3 separate regions of the Sus scrofa genome follow, and regions 2 and 3 are each linked to region 1. A link is a contact called in public targeted proximity ligation data. All regions are on one chromosome and are shown on one strand. The core of a region is the stretch at or near the end of the contact, and the rest is flanking DNA. Distances in the headings are between cores, read along the strand shown. Region 1 holds the start of EXT1 (exostosin-1). Region 2 overlaps EXT1 (exostosin-1). Region 3 overlaps EXT1 (exostosin-1).

Region 1 (5,129 bases), core at 891-3,390:
CCTAAACTCTGCCTTCCACAGGCCTGAGAGAGTCTGCACTCTGATCCCCAGCAGAAGGTAATTCCTATCATGGCTCAGCAGTTAATGAACCCGACTAGCATCCATGAGGATGTGGGTTTGATCCCTGACTTTGCCCAGTGGGTTAAGGATTCTGGCATTGCCGTGAGCTGTGGTGTAGGTCTCAGACACAGCTCAGATCTCGTGTTGCTATGGCTGTGATATAGGCCAGCAGCTGTAGCTCCAATTGGACCCCTAGCCTGGGAACCTCCATATGCCGAGGGTGCGGCCCTAAAAAGACAAAAAAAAAAAAAAAAAAAAAAATCCCAGCAGAAGGATCCTTGCCTTGGATGACTGCTCCTAGCCACCCGGGGGGTTGGAGGGAGAGCTTTGGGTCACATGTGGTTTCAATTACTGCATTTATCTGCCTTGTTGTCATGTTGTCATTGTGTTTGGGAGATTACTGAAACCTCATTTCTGTCCCAGGCCTGTCCAAGTTGTGCGGGGGTACAAGTCCAATCTGGAAAACCTACCTCATCTTTGGCAGGCCGGCTATAGGGAGAGACTTCTGGAATGTACAGTGATGTCCCACCCAGGCCCCTTCCCCCTTGATTAAAAACGAATCTGAAACAACAAATGTCTAAAATTTTCCACTCTATCATTCTACCCTGCCTTGTTAGAACTATGCTCTTTGTCCACACCCGCTGGAATCTTTTGCAGCCTCGGGGAAGCTGGGAAGTGTTTGTCCCTAGCTCGCAGTCACTCCCATAATAAACAATCACTAAACAGCTTGCTGCCCTAGGCAACTGTTTGTCCAGCTTGGCCAGACCCATGCGACTTTAGGCTGGGGAAGAGGGTGGGAGGTGTTCTCTGAAAAGCAGAATCCAGGCTCTGAGGCCAGGGAGCTTGGCTTGACCAGAAATACTGTTTGGGAACTAGCACATCTTTGTGGTCTCAGAGGACCTTTAGAGGGACTCTCGGTCTTTATGCGAATTGTCCAGTGATGTTCCCTGGGGGTAGCAGGAGCTTGGGGCTGGGGTGTGGGAAGGCAGTTGAAGGAAGGACCAGCCATCTTGAACTAGTGGTCAGTAAGGTCATTTCCTGCCTCAAATGTCTCTTCCACAGCTGGGACAATTGGCTGATCTACTACTCATCCATCTTGAAGCGACAGCTCCTTAAAAACCACCAGCCCACCATCACAGAAAGAATAATGTCCCTTTCGGTACTGGGATGGGCTTAAACCAACCACGTTCTCCTCAGCTACTAGAATTTCTCTTTTTCCCCCACTGTGATTGGAAGTCTTGGAGAAGCTTTCTACAGAATAGACAAGGGGCAGCGGGGAGTGAGGAAAGGATGCGGCGAAGTTATTGAGGATTTGGGGTGGGTGTCTCAGTACAGACATGAGGAACTGCAGTTATTCCTCTTGATTGTAAAATTTCCTCTTTACTCTTGAGGGTTGGGAGATTTCCCTGGGAAAGAAAAAATAAAAGGATGGGTTCTGTAGGGAATAAGGACCCGCTCGTAAGAAGGAAGCATTTTGGGCCTCAGAGGGTGGAAGGTGGGCGGAGAGAGGCGTCCTTCTGGTCCGCGAACGCTTTCTTTGAAGTCTTTCTTTCCTCCCTCATCCCTCCGCCTCGCTCCACGGCTTCAATTTTCGAGCATCCTTTTCCAGGAACCCGCACACTCCCTGCCGGCCGCTCGGGGAGGCATTCGCGGCAGGCAGCCGAGCAGACCGGATTCTCGAGGGCGCCCGGGGCAAGCCGGAGCAGCGGGGCCCGAGAAGCGCCGGCCGCTTCCCGGTTTCCCGGCAGCCGCCCGCCCACGGGCGCCTCTGGGAGGCGCTGCTTCCCGGCGCGGCGGCAGGAGGCGGTACGGCCCACCCCGGGGTCCCGGTCGCGGAGCGCCGAGGGGCCGTGGGGCTAGCACCCAGCAGCCCAGCGCTCCGCCCGCCCGGCAGCGGCGGAGACGCCCCGAGACCCCGGTGCCGCCTGCACCCCCCGCGCCGCGCCGGCGCCTCGGCCGGTGGCCGGGGGTTATGAATGGGCGCAGCGGAAGCACCGCCCCCCCCGGACGTGACGCTCGGCCAATGGCAGCGCGGGCTGCGTGGATGGATGAGGTCAGCGCTGTCGTGTCGGGAATGGAATGTGTAAGTGTAACATTCAGAACCGGGTAACATTCGGCGACCGAACGCGGCGGTCGGCAGCGATCGCGCGGGGGCCTGCGAAGCGCCGCTCGGGGCCGGCACTGCCCGCGGGGAGGACGCGCCGCCGCCGTCACCCAGCGCCGCCGCCGCCGCCGCCTCCAGCCGGGCCGCCGCGCGTCCCGGGGGCCGGCCCCGCGAGCGCAGGAGTAAACACCGCCGGAGTCTTGGAGCCGCTGCAGAAGGGAATAAAGAGAGATGCAGGGATTTGTGAGGTTACGGCGCCCCAGCTGCAAGATGCATTAGCCGGCTGAACGCGGGGATCGGCTGACTTGTTGGAACCCGAGTGCTCTGCACGGGAGTGTGGATGAGTTGAAGTTGCTTTCCCGGGGCTCGTTTTCCACGCTGCCGAGAGGAATCCGAGAGGCAAGGAAATCACTTCGTCTTGCCATTGATTGGGCATCGGGAGCTTTTTTTTTTTCCCCCCTCTCTTTCTTTTCCTTCGTCTTGTTGCATGCAAGAAAATTACAGTCCGCTGCTCGCCCGCCCTGGGTGCGAAATATTCAGCCCCGCTCTCGCCTGTCCATTGTGCAACCCAAAGATGAAAGACCGAAGGGGAGAAAGTTAAAGAAATCGCCCACATGCGCTGGATCAGTCCACGGCTTGGGGAAAGGCATCCAGAGAAGGTGGGAGCGGAGAGTTTGAAGTCTTTACAGGCGGGAAGATGGCGGACTGGAGCTGAAAGTGTTGATTGGGAAACTTGGGTGATTCTTGTGTTTATTTACAATCCTCTTGACCCAGGCAGGACACATGCAGGCCAAAAAACGCTATTTCATCCTGCTCTCAGCTGGCTCTTGTCTCGCCCTTTTGTTTTATTTCGGAGGCTTGCAGTTTAGGGCATCGAGAAGCCACAGCCGGAGAGAAGAGCACAGCGGTCGGAATGGCTTGCACCACCCGAGTCCGGATCATTTCTGGCCCCGCTTCCCGGACGCTCTGCGCCCCTTCGTTCCTTGGGATCAATTGGAAAACGAGGATTCCAACGTGCACACTTCCCCCCGGCAGAAGCGAGATGCCAACTCGAGCATCTACAAAGGCAAGAAGTGCCGCATGGAGTCCTGCTTCGATTTCACCCTTTGCAAGAAAAACGGCTTCAAAGTGTACGTATACCCGCAGCAAAAAGGGGAGAAAATCGCCGAAAGTTACCAAAACATTCTAGCGGCCATCGAGGGCTCCAGGTTCTACACCTCGGACCCCAGCCAGGCGTGCCTCTTTGTCCTGAGTCTGGATACTTTAGACAGAGACCAGTTGTCACCTCAGTATGTGCACAATTTGAAATCCAAAGTGCAGAGTCTCCACTTGTGGAACAATGGTAGGAATCATTTAATTTTTAATTTATATTCCGGCACTTGGCCTGACTACACTGAGGACGTGGGGTTTGACATCGGCCAGGCGATGCTGGCCAAAGCCAGCATCAGTACTGAAAACTTCCGACCCAACTTTGATGTTTCTATTCCCCTCTTTTCTAAGGATCATCCCAGGACAGGAGGGGAGAGGGGGTTTTTAAAGTTTAACACCATCCCTCCTCTCAGGAAGTACATGCTGGTATTCAAGGGGAAGAGGTACCTGACAGGGATAGGGTCAGACACCAGGAATGCCTTATATCACGTCCATAACGGGGAGGACGTCGTGCTTCTTACCACCTGCAAGCATGGCAAAGACTGGCAAAAGCACAAGGATTCTCGCTGTGACCGAGACAACACCGAGTATGAGAAGTAAGTGGCTCGGGGGTCGGGCCCTGCCCACCTGGTCCAGGTGTGAGGCTTGGGGGGCTGGGAATGGGGCAGAGGAACCCTCCTGTGCTCTTCCTCCTGCTCTGAGCCTGGGACTCAACCACCCGGTGCAGGTGCGTGTGGCCAGGAGCTGAGAACCAAGGGTGTGAGCTCCTCAGGCTAACGGGAAAGCCTGGAGCACTTTCTTGGGCCAAGTAGGTGACAGTGTCTCTCTCTTGCCTGGAAAACTTTCAGGGCGATGTGGTTCCTCTGAAGCGTGTGGGTTTGATCCAAGTTTGGAAGCGGCGCTTCACCGATGGATCATCGGGGAGGGTGTTTTGTGTGAGAAGGTCTAAGGACCCCAGAGGCTCTGAATCCATCCACAGTGTGGAGACCTTCCCCCAAGATTGATGCTTTATTTGCATTTCTCACGAGCAGGGGGAACTGCTTTCCCTGGAATTCTCCCACCCTCCAATTGGATTCTTTCCGTGAACCTTAAATTTGTGTTAGCAGTGGAAGTGCTTTAATTTTAGCTACTCAACTTTCTGTGCCTGTCTCTTCCTTACTCCCAGATGGTGTTGACTTTTTATGAAGGGAGACTGTTAGCTGGTTGGGGCCTGTGATCTTGCATGCATGAGTGCATTCATTCATTCATTCATTCCTATATGTTTGTATAAATATATCCTACCCCCTCCCTAGGAGAAGCAATTTTTTAAATCTGGGCCTAAGCCCCAGGGCTGCAAACTGCAGTTGCTTGTTTAGCTTTCCCTTTTCCCTTTGTCTTTATTGATTTGCATGTAAAACGGAGTCTGTTACTCTCTGAATGGGCTTGAGATGCCTCCTTACCCTGTGGAGTGAAGCAAGTTTTGTCCAGTTGCTAAGTAACTGAGTTGGATACTTTGTAGCCCTTCTCTCTCTTCCTTTTCCTTCCCAGTGACAGCAACTGACACACTGGACTTGGGATCAAAAACTGGTTTCCAGGAATCTGCTTTCACCTGAGCTTGGAGGGTCAGTTTCCTCGTGGATGGGGTGGTGAGCCCCAGACTCTCACTTCTGTCTGGCTGTGAAAGAGTTAGGGAGCTCCTACAGTGCATTTCCACGTTACGCCAGTTAAAACCCAGAGCAGCCTTGTGCTACCCAGGGAAGGAAGGGGAACCTCTCAGCTGAGTACAAGAGGAACTGGCAGAGGTTGGCAGATTTTGCAATTGATTCATGAAATGCAG
Region 2 (5,129 bases), core at 1,268-3,767, 110 kb after region 1:
TATTTTTATTTTGTTATTTCCTTCCTTCTTCCTTCCTCCCTCCCTTCCTTCCTTCCTTTCTCTCTCTTCTTTCTTTCTTCACCCATAGCATACGAAGTTCCCAGGCTAGGAGTCAAATCGGAGCTACAGCTGCTGGCCTACACCACAGCCACAGCAATGCCAGATCTGAGCCGAGTCTGTGACCTGCATCGCTGTTCATGGCAATGCCAGATCCTTTAACCCACTGAGCGGGGCCAGGGATTGAACCTGTGTCCTCATAGTTACTAACTAGTCGGGTTCACTTCTGCTGAGCCACAGTAGGAACTCCCTGTTATTTTTAAAAGTCAACTCTCCTGGCATTGCTAGCAATAGGTAAAGTATCCATTTTACAAAGGAACAAAGCAAAACCTGGTACAACTCTGAAGAAGGAGATGATATACTAAAAAGGCAGGGCTGGCTTCTGGTCCCAGGTTTTCTCAATCCAGAAACAACCCTTTTAGTTGTAGGTACTCACAAACTACAGAGATCTTTATGATCTCTGATACGAGGTTCCCTGCAGCCACGATGTTAATGATTCTAACATATTTGATTCCAAACAGAAGCAGGAAAGGTGGAGGGACCGCCATTGTTGATGTTGTTTTAGAACTGGTGGAAAGTTCCTGGGGTCGATCAGACAACAGCTTGTGAAGACTCATTCTTTGCAAAGCGCTCTCTGGTCTCTGAGCTGTAGCACGTGGCTAAAAAGTAGGAGAGATGTTAGGAAGGATACCAAATTGTTTTCCAGAGCTCCATAATCTTTCACGGGGAACCTAGCTGTATATACTTGAAAGGGTTTAAGCACCTTGATTAAGGCTACACTACATGTTAGTAAGTATATTTAACATTGTTTCTACTGTGTTCTTACTTACAGAGGAAAGGGTGTTGTGTGTATGATAGCAGTTAGAGATGGCTGCTTGATGGAGATCTGTTGTAAGCCATTGTGCAGTGATAGTTGGAGCATATGAATTATATAGTGCTGTGTACTAGCCACAGAATTTGTAAGTGGAGCTTCTTTGCCACGTATGAAGAAACATAGGATGTGCTACTTTCCTGGATGTTTCTTTACCTGTTGAAGAGTTTGCACTCAGCCTGCAGTCTTCACTTACATGTAATATAGAAGAAAAGTTCAGAGAGACCCATGATCCTCCAAAGACAATAGGTCTAGTGGTGATGACCCAGGACTTAGACCCAGCCTGCAGAGTTTAAATCCTGCTCTATCACCTACCAGTTGTGTGACCTTAGGCCATTCATTACTTTGGCCACTTATTGCTTCAGTTGTCTCCTCTGTTTGTTTGTTTGTTTGTTTATTTATTGCCATTTCTAGGGCCGCACGTGTGGCATATGGAGGTTCCCAGGCTAGGATCTAATTGGAGCTGTAGCCGCGGCCTACACCACAGCCATGGCAATTAGGGATCCGAGCTGCGTCTGTGACCTACACCATAGCTCACAGCAACGCCGGATCCTTAACCCAATGAGCGAGGTCAGGGATCGAACCCTCAACCTCATGGTTCCTAGTCCGATTCATTAACCACTGAGCCATGACAAGAACTCCTCCTCTGTAAAACCAAGAGAAGAAATTCATATGCCATGGAGTTGTGAAGTTCAGTGAGTTCTGTGTGAAAAATACTTAGGACCAAGTCTGGCACATGCTAAATAGTGCATAGGTGTTGGCGGCTGCTGCTGTTTTTATCATTGTTGAGATGCTCTTTCCTGCATTGCTCTGTTGTAGCAGAAAGAGCTTGAGATCTAGAGCCAAGAAGCTTGTGGGCACCGATGCTGGGAATGGGCACCCTCTGGGGCTCCCTCCTTTCCTGGGCCTTAGACTCATTCTCAAGGGTCTGTCTAGCTGCAGATGAGTTTGGGAGGTCCTTCCATTACAAGAAGCATCATTCGGTGCTTGATGGTCTGTGAGGCTGGGCGGCCACTTATACGCAAGCCCCTGGCTTTCAAAAGACAGCTGACCTTAGAGAGGAACATAGGCTTTGATCTTGAGCTTTGACTCGGCCACTCCAGCTCTGGGATCTTATGCAGATCACTTTTGTTTCAGGGCTTTGTCTCCTCCACGCCATATAAAAGTGGGATAACACCATCACCTCGAAAGGGCTGTGTGGGGAACGAGTAGATAGTGTTTGGTCCATGTCTTGCAGAATGCAGTGGCCCAGGAGGTGCTCAGGAAGTGGCCGAAGCTCTCAGTCGTATGATAAATGAAAACTTCCAGTCTCAGATCCCGTAAATCAAAGTACCCTGACTCCTTAAGCGAGACTGTGGCCTGAAATCATCAGCATATCTGAAGACCAATAAACATTGCAGATGGCGTGTTACTTGGAGAGTGTGGGTGAACTAATTGCATCCAGGCAAGGGGGTGCCTTTCTTAAGATTAAATCAGAAGGAATTTCCTGAGTTTGTGATGTAAGGGAAGTTCATAGCCATGGTGGTGGTTAGAATGGCCAGGAACTGAAACCCCAGAGGCAAAGGACCAAGAAGAGTGATCTCAAGTGGTTGCAAAAGCGATGGAAGCATTGAGCAATAGGCTGAGTTTCCCGGATGTCTACACTGGGCTCCGTGTTCAGTTTCCTTCCTTTAATGGCTGAAAAATTTGGAGGTCAGCTGTGCTTTTTCCTCCCCCAGCCAAAACCACTTTCAGTCTTTGCTGTATTTCTGCCCACCCTCTCTTTTCTTGCCTTTTTTGCTGATTCATTCAATAAATATTTATTTTACTCCTCCTGTGCCCCAGGCCCTGGAGATGCAGCAGGAAAACACACACACGCACATGTACACATATGCATGCACATGTACACACGTGCTTGAGACTCCCTCCCTTTGGGGAGTTCACATTCTGGTTGAGGAAGAGAGAAAAAACAGCCTAAAAAATGTCGGGTAAAATATGTAGTTTGTTTTCCTTAGGAATGGGGAACAAACTACATATGCTGGGTTTCTCTACTTCGTTTGTTTATCTTTGGCCTCTGCTTTTTGGGAGATTGCGTGTTCTCTTTCTCCCTCCTTAACCCATCCTTTCAGATCCCCTTAGGATTTGCTGCTCTCCCAGTTTTTAGTCCATAGACTGGGGGATTTCGCTGCGCCTGGGTCAGATTGCCTCCTTTGTGCGTGTTAGAATCTTGGGCAGTCTCTTTCTTTCTCCCTCTCCCCTTCCTGTTCTTGAAGATAATAATCTAACTCCAACATCCATGATATGATGACTCTCCCAGTGCTCTATTTCTAGTTACAGTTACCAAGGCATTGTAAGGAGGCATTGGAAAATGGCACTTGGCCTCTGCTTAGCTTTTATTCAGATTGGCTGTTTTCCAAGGCCTGGGAAGATCAATGATGCATGTAGTGCAAAAGGGCAGCTGCGGGGTCAGGGCGTATTTATTGCTTGCTGGGGCATGTTATTGACCAATAAGAAGTTAAACAGTGCCTGCCTACACCGGTGAAGACATTGCCTCTGAGCCAGGAAGACGAGAGATCCCCTCAGGCCTGTCCCTTTACTTGGACAGGTGTGCAAACGGACTCGGTGTGTGCAGCTCCAGGCACCTGTGTGGCTGTCAGAATTTCCACTTGCTTGGGTCTAGAAGAAAGGACAGGTCCATGAGGCTGAGCGTATTCTGACTCAGCTATTCTCAAGGCGGACAGGGATTGTTCATTTTGAAATCTCTGTTGGTATAGCCCAGGTTCACTGCAAGGTTCTGGCTGGGTGGGATATCCCAGTTCATGTTTCCTGATGCTGATTAATTGTGCCTGCTGCCTTCCTTCCTTCCTTCCTTCCTTCCTTCCTTCCTTCCTTCCTTCCTTCCTTCCTTCCCTTCCCTTTCCATTCCATTCCATCTGTCATCCGTCTACATATCATCTATCCATATATCCATCACTTCTATAATATCTCTCCATCATCTATCTTCCTATACACAAACCTATTTATAATTTTTCTCCTTTGAAAGTATCGTTTGGCATTGAATGAAGGAGGGTCGGGGAGATTTCAGTAACATTTGATGAAAGTCAGGCACCCTTTGCATGTGCTTGGATGAATGAGGCATCCCAGAGGTGCATTATTCAGGGGGAAAAAAAAAAAAAAATCAAACTCTATAAAATGTGTATCCATTAAAGAAATATGTAGTGAAAAAAAAATCTCCTTTTAGCTTTATGTTGTGTGCTGCAGCTCGCCTCTGAGGTTTATGTTCTGGCTGTGAAAAATAAAAAAATTTTATGAAGTTTTAAAAGAATGTTTCTTCCCCTTTTTCTTCCTAGATGTCAAAAGTACTATTTTGGTGAACTATTGAATGAGGAAGGAGAGGCTGGAGCAAGGGGAACAATAGGGATCCAGACTGAAAGGCCCTAAGGAGTAAAAGCTAGTGTTTCCCCCGCTTCACTGTGAAATAGCCCTTTCTCTTTGGTTCCTTGAATTGAAATAACATTGAAGATTAGGCTTGTGTGAGCCTCACAAAATGTGAGCTTCATGTGTTTTTCTAACCATTGGCCTTGGAGTGGAAATTTTTAGCACGTGAGAGGATGTGTTTTGTGTGTGGGAGGATCGATCAGAATGGCATTAGGAGTTCAAAGGAGTATTGAAAACTGAAGCCCAAATACATTTTTGGAATCTATCATTTAATCACATTTAAGGCATCTACACGAATGATAAAGAATGTGTGTCGGTGGGGGCACCTGTCCTGTGACCACCTGTGCTGCCTGCATCTCTAGTTTCTACATGATCGATGTGCGGGAAGTTCAGTGATAGAGCATTGCCTATCAATTGAACCCGAATAATCCCTCTTTAATATGGGAAGCAAATATTGACTCATTGGTTGGTTGGGCATAATTCGACTACGTTTTCATTGTTTCAGGGTAGCGGGGACTGTCTTCGCAGAATCTGGTTGTTTTCAACCCTAGAGGTAGGCATGGCATTATTCATAAATAATTCTCTGAGGCAGTAATTTACAAGAACCGACCTCGTGAATAATGACACTGTTCAGCTACTGTTGGTCTTCCGCATTCTCCTTTAAAATCTGTGTGGCAGCCTCTCATTTTGGAATTTCTGAAAGAATGAGGAGGAAGCGAGTGCGTATTTCCCCAGGACCCGCTGTGTCCCAGGCATTGTTCTGTACAAGACAGATGTGGCCTCC
Region 3 (5,129 bases), core at 1,816-4,315, 73 kb after region 1:
AGCTGTAAAATGGGACCAGTAGAAGGACCAATTTCGTAGGGGGTATTTTGATATTAAATGATTTATCACAAAGCAGTTTTACAGAGAGGCCCCAAACAGTAAGGGCACAGAAAATGTTAGTTAGAGGGGTAAAAAACCAACAGTCCATCTCAGTTTGCATTATACAGTAATCCTGAGGTTTGATTGCAATTTTTTAAGATAAGAAGGAGATACCAGTGAAGTTTTTGAAGGACCATTTAAGATCACGTCTCTGCAACAGACAGATGCCAGCTAGTTATAGGTTGGTTTTTAGCACACTAGAAAAAGTTGATGAGATCATGGAAAGCTCCACATGGCCAATGCTGTTTATTCTTTGGATGGTTTTTCTTCTTAGAAGTTTGTATTATTGCCTTTCTGGAAGTGAGTTAGAGTTTTACTTTGGGTGTGGGTGGTGTGCAGATTTGGGCTTCCCTCCTCCACAGTAGGTGAGATGTAAGAATAATTTCTAGAGATGAAGTGTAGCAAGCACTTATTGAGCACCTGCTGTGTGTGTTCACATGGTGTGAGGTGGTGTGACTTCTGAGGGCGTTTTAGGAGTCATGGAGCTTGCGGTGGAATTGGAAGAGAAATGCTTGCATATGTGAAATGCCAGGTGCAGTGCTGGGGCAGTAGGTAAATAAGTGAGGGATCTGGTGATGCAGGTGGGCTGTGCAAAGATCCTGAGGGAATTCAGCGTGAGAAAAAAAAAGTCCTATCCAGCTTCGAGAAGAAAAATCTGCATTGGGGCCCTGGTGAGTGTGGTTCATCTTGGCTGGGAAGATCTCTTTCCTAGGAAACGATTCTGCCCTGTTCCCTACAGGCATGGAGTTGAATTTTGATGGATAAAGTGCCTCCTCATTGTAAAAATGGCACCAAATCACCAGGACCATGAGGTAGAGGGTGGAACTTAGTGATGACAGCCCATGGGAACATGGCTTTAGGCATTTGGTTTGCTTCACACTTCAAAGAACCTAGAAGTGAAAGTTATTTATTTATTCATGAAAACATGCCCCACACAACTGGTTCTCACACCTGGAATTCTTCTTGGTGGGTAGGTGGTCAGCTAATCTGGTGAGGACAGGTGTGGGCAGAGAGGGGTGAGGAGCAGTTTCTCCATTAGGATGGCAGTTCCAGAGGGCAGGCAGGCATTTGGGGTGGTGGGCTCATTGCCATAAACCTGGCATATTGGAACAGAACGGAGCTCAGTAAATGTTTTCTGAATAACTGAGCAAAAGAAATATTTGAGGTGTGCCCACTGCCCTGAATTTAATGTTAAACATTCAAGCAGAATTTTCTAATGACAGGATAACAAAACGAGTGAGAATAACCCAATAGATGAGGCTGTGATAGGGTTCAGGTGGGAAGAGGTGAGAGAACCAGCTGCCCATTTCAGAGTTCAGGAAGGATGGAGATGAGCTTTTGTATGAACTTGGTCTTCAAGGATGGGTGGAATTATATCAGGTATATCAAGGCAAAGAGAACAGAGAAGGGCACACCTTTCAACAGGAATAGCTGGGAAAAGGCCTGGTGGAATTAAAGAACAAGGAGGATTGGGGGAATAATACAAGCCCTCTATGATTGGAGTGAAAGGCTCAAGAGAAGGATCATTGACACGCATACCCAGAGCACCTTCATAAGTGACTTTTAGACATTCTTTGATGGGGGAACCACAGTTTTATGGAATCCCTTCTTGGGCCTTAAGTATCAAAGACCATAGGGGGTCCCCATATTTAATGAGGAAAGTAAGTCTGTAACGGGGCCAACCCTTGGGAACGAGAGGAGGGGCCTCAGCCCTGGAGCCGGACAGATCTCCTCACTCAGCCCTGGGTTCGGTGGGGCCAGATGTGATGCCAGATGTGACATTTGGCCATTCTATCCACCCCGCTTTAAAAAAATATATCCAGCATACTTCCTACAGCTTGTGGAATTGACATTTCCTGCTTTAAGTAAGAGCTACTATTTACTGAGAGAGTGATTCTGTGCCAGACTCTGTTCTAAGGGCCTCACCTAAAATACTTGGTATGAAATTCTTAGAATAGCCCATTGAGATAGGTACCATTTTAATCCCTGCCCCTATAATGTTGAGATAGGGACTTTTATCTGTTCCTTGCTGTGTCTCCCGTGTCTAGAAATGGTCCTGCCACATAATAGCTGCTGGGTTTTGAGAACAGTGAATGCCAACATAATTTGACCGAGTCATGTAACTGAGTGTAGGAACTGGAGACCCATACTCAAGGATTTCGGAGTCTGGATTCTTCACCTGCGCAGTAGCACGCACCTGACCCTGGTGCCTAGAGGAGGAAATTGAAATGCTTTTCAGGCATTCCCATTGTAGCTCAGTGGAAACAAATCTGACTAGTGACCATGAGGACACAGCTTCAATCCCCAGCCTCACTCAGGGGGTTAAGGATCTGGCATTGCTGTGAGCTGTGTTGTAGTCTGGGAGCTGCAGCTCTGATGCAACCCCTAGCCTGGAAACCTCCATAAGCCATGGGTGCGGCCCTAAAAAACAAAACAAAACAAAAAACAAAACACAGCACATAAAAAAAAGAAATGCTTTTCAGACCTGAGGTCTCCTTTTTCATGTTCCAGTTGTTGTATGCCCCATACAGATACTTTGGGTCCACTCTCTAATTTGTTGTGGGGAAAAAAAAAATTATAATCAGCTACTATGTAGAAATGGTTTTGTGTCTTAATGCATTTGCACCAATATGTGTGTGCCCCTCTCTTAATGTCCATCTGCTGACAATGCTTGTTTTGCACAAGAACAGGGTTCCCCCTAATAACCTTTGACTCCACAATTGACAGATTGGAGAACTTGTGGCTTGGAGCCTGAACCCTCTCCTGGAGTCTGGGTCAGTCCTGAGTCGGGACTGGCTCTGGAGTTGGAAACCCAGGGGCTCAGTTGCCAGAACTCACGTGAACAATGCCTCTGGCTCCTTATAAACAAGGACAGCCTGTTCTGTCCACAGGCTTTTTATTTCCTCAGGCCTCGTCCTCTGTACTGTGAGAAATGCGAAAGTTCTTTGCTGGAGGAGGTGAGACTCGTGGCAGTGCGAAGAATGCGGTAAGAGTTTGAATCAAGCTGGCAGAGCTTGGAGGAGCGAAGATGGACTCTGGATGGCTGCCTCACAGGCTTTTCTGTGGTCCTGGATCTGGAAGAACACCCCTCCGTTCTGCCTTGTTCCAGTTGGAGCATGAGCAATCTTGAAGAAAACCTAAAGGAAACGTCCATTGTTGAGTTAAGTGTGTCCCTGGACCAGTAGGCTTGCGATCCAATTGATGGAAACTAAGCAAACATATAGACAAAGGGAAGGAGGCTCAGTTGCCAGAACTCATGTGAACAATGTCTCATGGAAGGGAAGAGGTCTCAGATAATCAGAAATTTCAACAGATGGACCTGTCTCTTTCCACCCTCATCTCCCAAGATAACAAAAAGGTCCTTTCATAAAGATACATAATGATAGTTTCCTGCAACCTTCCATCACTTAAATTACCCTTGGGGTTCCCATCTCTGGAGAACAAAGACACCTGTTGGGAGTGAGAGTTACTGTAGGGGTGAGTGTGAATCTGTGCTTTGAGAACTGTGATGAAGCCAGCAGGTTGTTCTTTTCTCCTTTCTTTTTTTTTCTTTTCTTAACTGTAGAGCAATTTGCTAAAAGAATTTTTTTTTTTTTTTTTTTTTTTTTTAAGGACCAAAATCTGGTTTCTCACCATAATGTGGTCAAACATGGGCTCTTTCTATTTCTTCTTTTTTTTTTTTTTAAGGCCACACCCATGGCTTATGGAGATTCCCAGGCTAGGGGTTGAATCAGAGCTACAGCTGTCAGCCTATGTCACAGCCACAACAACGCAGGATCCAAGCCAAGTCTGTGACCTACCACAGCTCATGGCAATGCCAGATCCTTAACCCACTGAGCGAGGCCAGGGATTGAACCCGCATCCTCATGAATCCTAGTTGGATTTGTTACTGCTGAGTCATGATGGAAACTCCAGGCTCTTTTTACTTCTCATTTGAGATTTTCATGAACTAGAATGCGTCTTCATTAAACAGCAGTTTCAGCATTACTAGACTCTGCTTTTTTGAGGGCTGTTGTGCTTTCACAGAATTTCTGAAATGTAGCTACACTTCAGGATGAAAATGTGAAGTGAAAATGCTAACATAGGAAACGCCCATAGTAGCATTTCTATTACCTGCCTTTCTACTTGAGGGGTTTTGCGTTTTTGGTGTGTTCATTTATTTTTGGATAAAACTGAGCAAGCCTGCTTAGCCAGGGTCCCAACTCACTGGCCCAAATGAAGGAAGTGTCAAACCCTTTCACCTTCTCTCAGAATTCATGTGAATTATTGATGCCTGCTTGAGTGTTCAGTGAAAAGAAATTCATCGGTGTTTTCTTCAAAAATTCTCATTTTTGGGGGTATTTTGACTTGATGTTACTCGTTGGTGGTCTTTTCAATGTACTTCCTGGTCCTCGATGCTGAAACAGAATGTAGACTTAATCTTGGATTGAAAGAAGGAATTAACATATACATATCTGGGCATATCTTGTCCAACATGCATTAAAAAATTATATATATGTATATATGTGTATGTATATGTATGTATATATGTGTGTGTGTATATATGTGTGTGTGTGTATATATGTGTGTGTATATATATATATATATATATATATATATATATATATATATATACTTGCACTATTTAAAATGAAAGGATGCCACAAAACCTCCTATCCCTACAAATATTTATTGAGCCCACTGTTCCAGATGGTGGGATATAGGAAAGTGACCCAGACATTCAAAATCACTGCCCTAAAGGGGCTGCGTTCTTCCTGTAGGGGTGTGTGTGTGTGTGTGTGTAGAGAAGGTAGATAATTTAATAAATTAACAAGATCATTTCAGACTATAGCAAGTTCTATGAAAGGGACAAATGGTCCATATCAAAGGGAGGAGGCTAAAAGGGGGTGGGGTCATGGTCAGTGTTCACTTCTTTTTCTGCAATGAATGGGGGCAGGGAGCGGGTGGATGTATTTGGTGTATTAGGATCTTTTGGTAGAGTTTAATGAAGGGTGCTAGAAAGGTTTGTGGGCCCCTCAGATTTCACGTTA

Evidence for each region.
Region 2: a targeted proximity ligation map of alveolar macrophages shows a contact between it and region 1. A contact is called at or near these places in 3 of 5 promoter capture datasets (fetal liver and liver), 7 of 47 Hi-C or Micro-C datasets (alveolar macrophages, embryonic fibroblasts, liver and 2 more) and 2 of 2 datasets of targeted methods (alveolar macrophages and skeletal muscle).
Region 3: a targeted proximity ligation map of alveolar macrophages shows a contact between it and region 1. A contact is called at or near these places in 1 of 5 promoter capture datasets (liver), 8 of 47 Hi-C or Micro-C datasets (alveolar macrophages, embryonic fibroblasts, liver and 1 more) and 2 of 2 datasets of targeted methods (alveolar macrophages and skeletal muscle).

The regions. Positions count from the first base shown.
Region 1 is chr4:20,642,862-20,647,990 of Sscrofa11.1, forward strand. It overlaps EXT1 (exostosin-1), which reads left to right and starts at 2,141. Exons shown (of 11, transcript XM_001924980.6): 1 at 2,141-3,909. The coding sequence starts at 2,948.
Region 2 is chr4:20,754,269-20,759,397 of Sscrofa11.1, forward strand. The region is part of intron 1 of EXT1 (exostosin-1); the gene reads left to right. Among named protein-coding and RNA genes, the nearest start is that of EXT1, 110 kb to the left of the region's middle.
Region 3 is chr4:20,715,241-20,720,369 of Sscrofa11.1, forward strand. All of the region lies in intron 1 of EXT1 (exostosin-1), which reads left to right. It also overlaps the pseudogene LOC102166572. Among named protein-coding and RNA genes, the nearest start is that of EXT1, 73 kb to the left of the region's middle.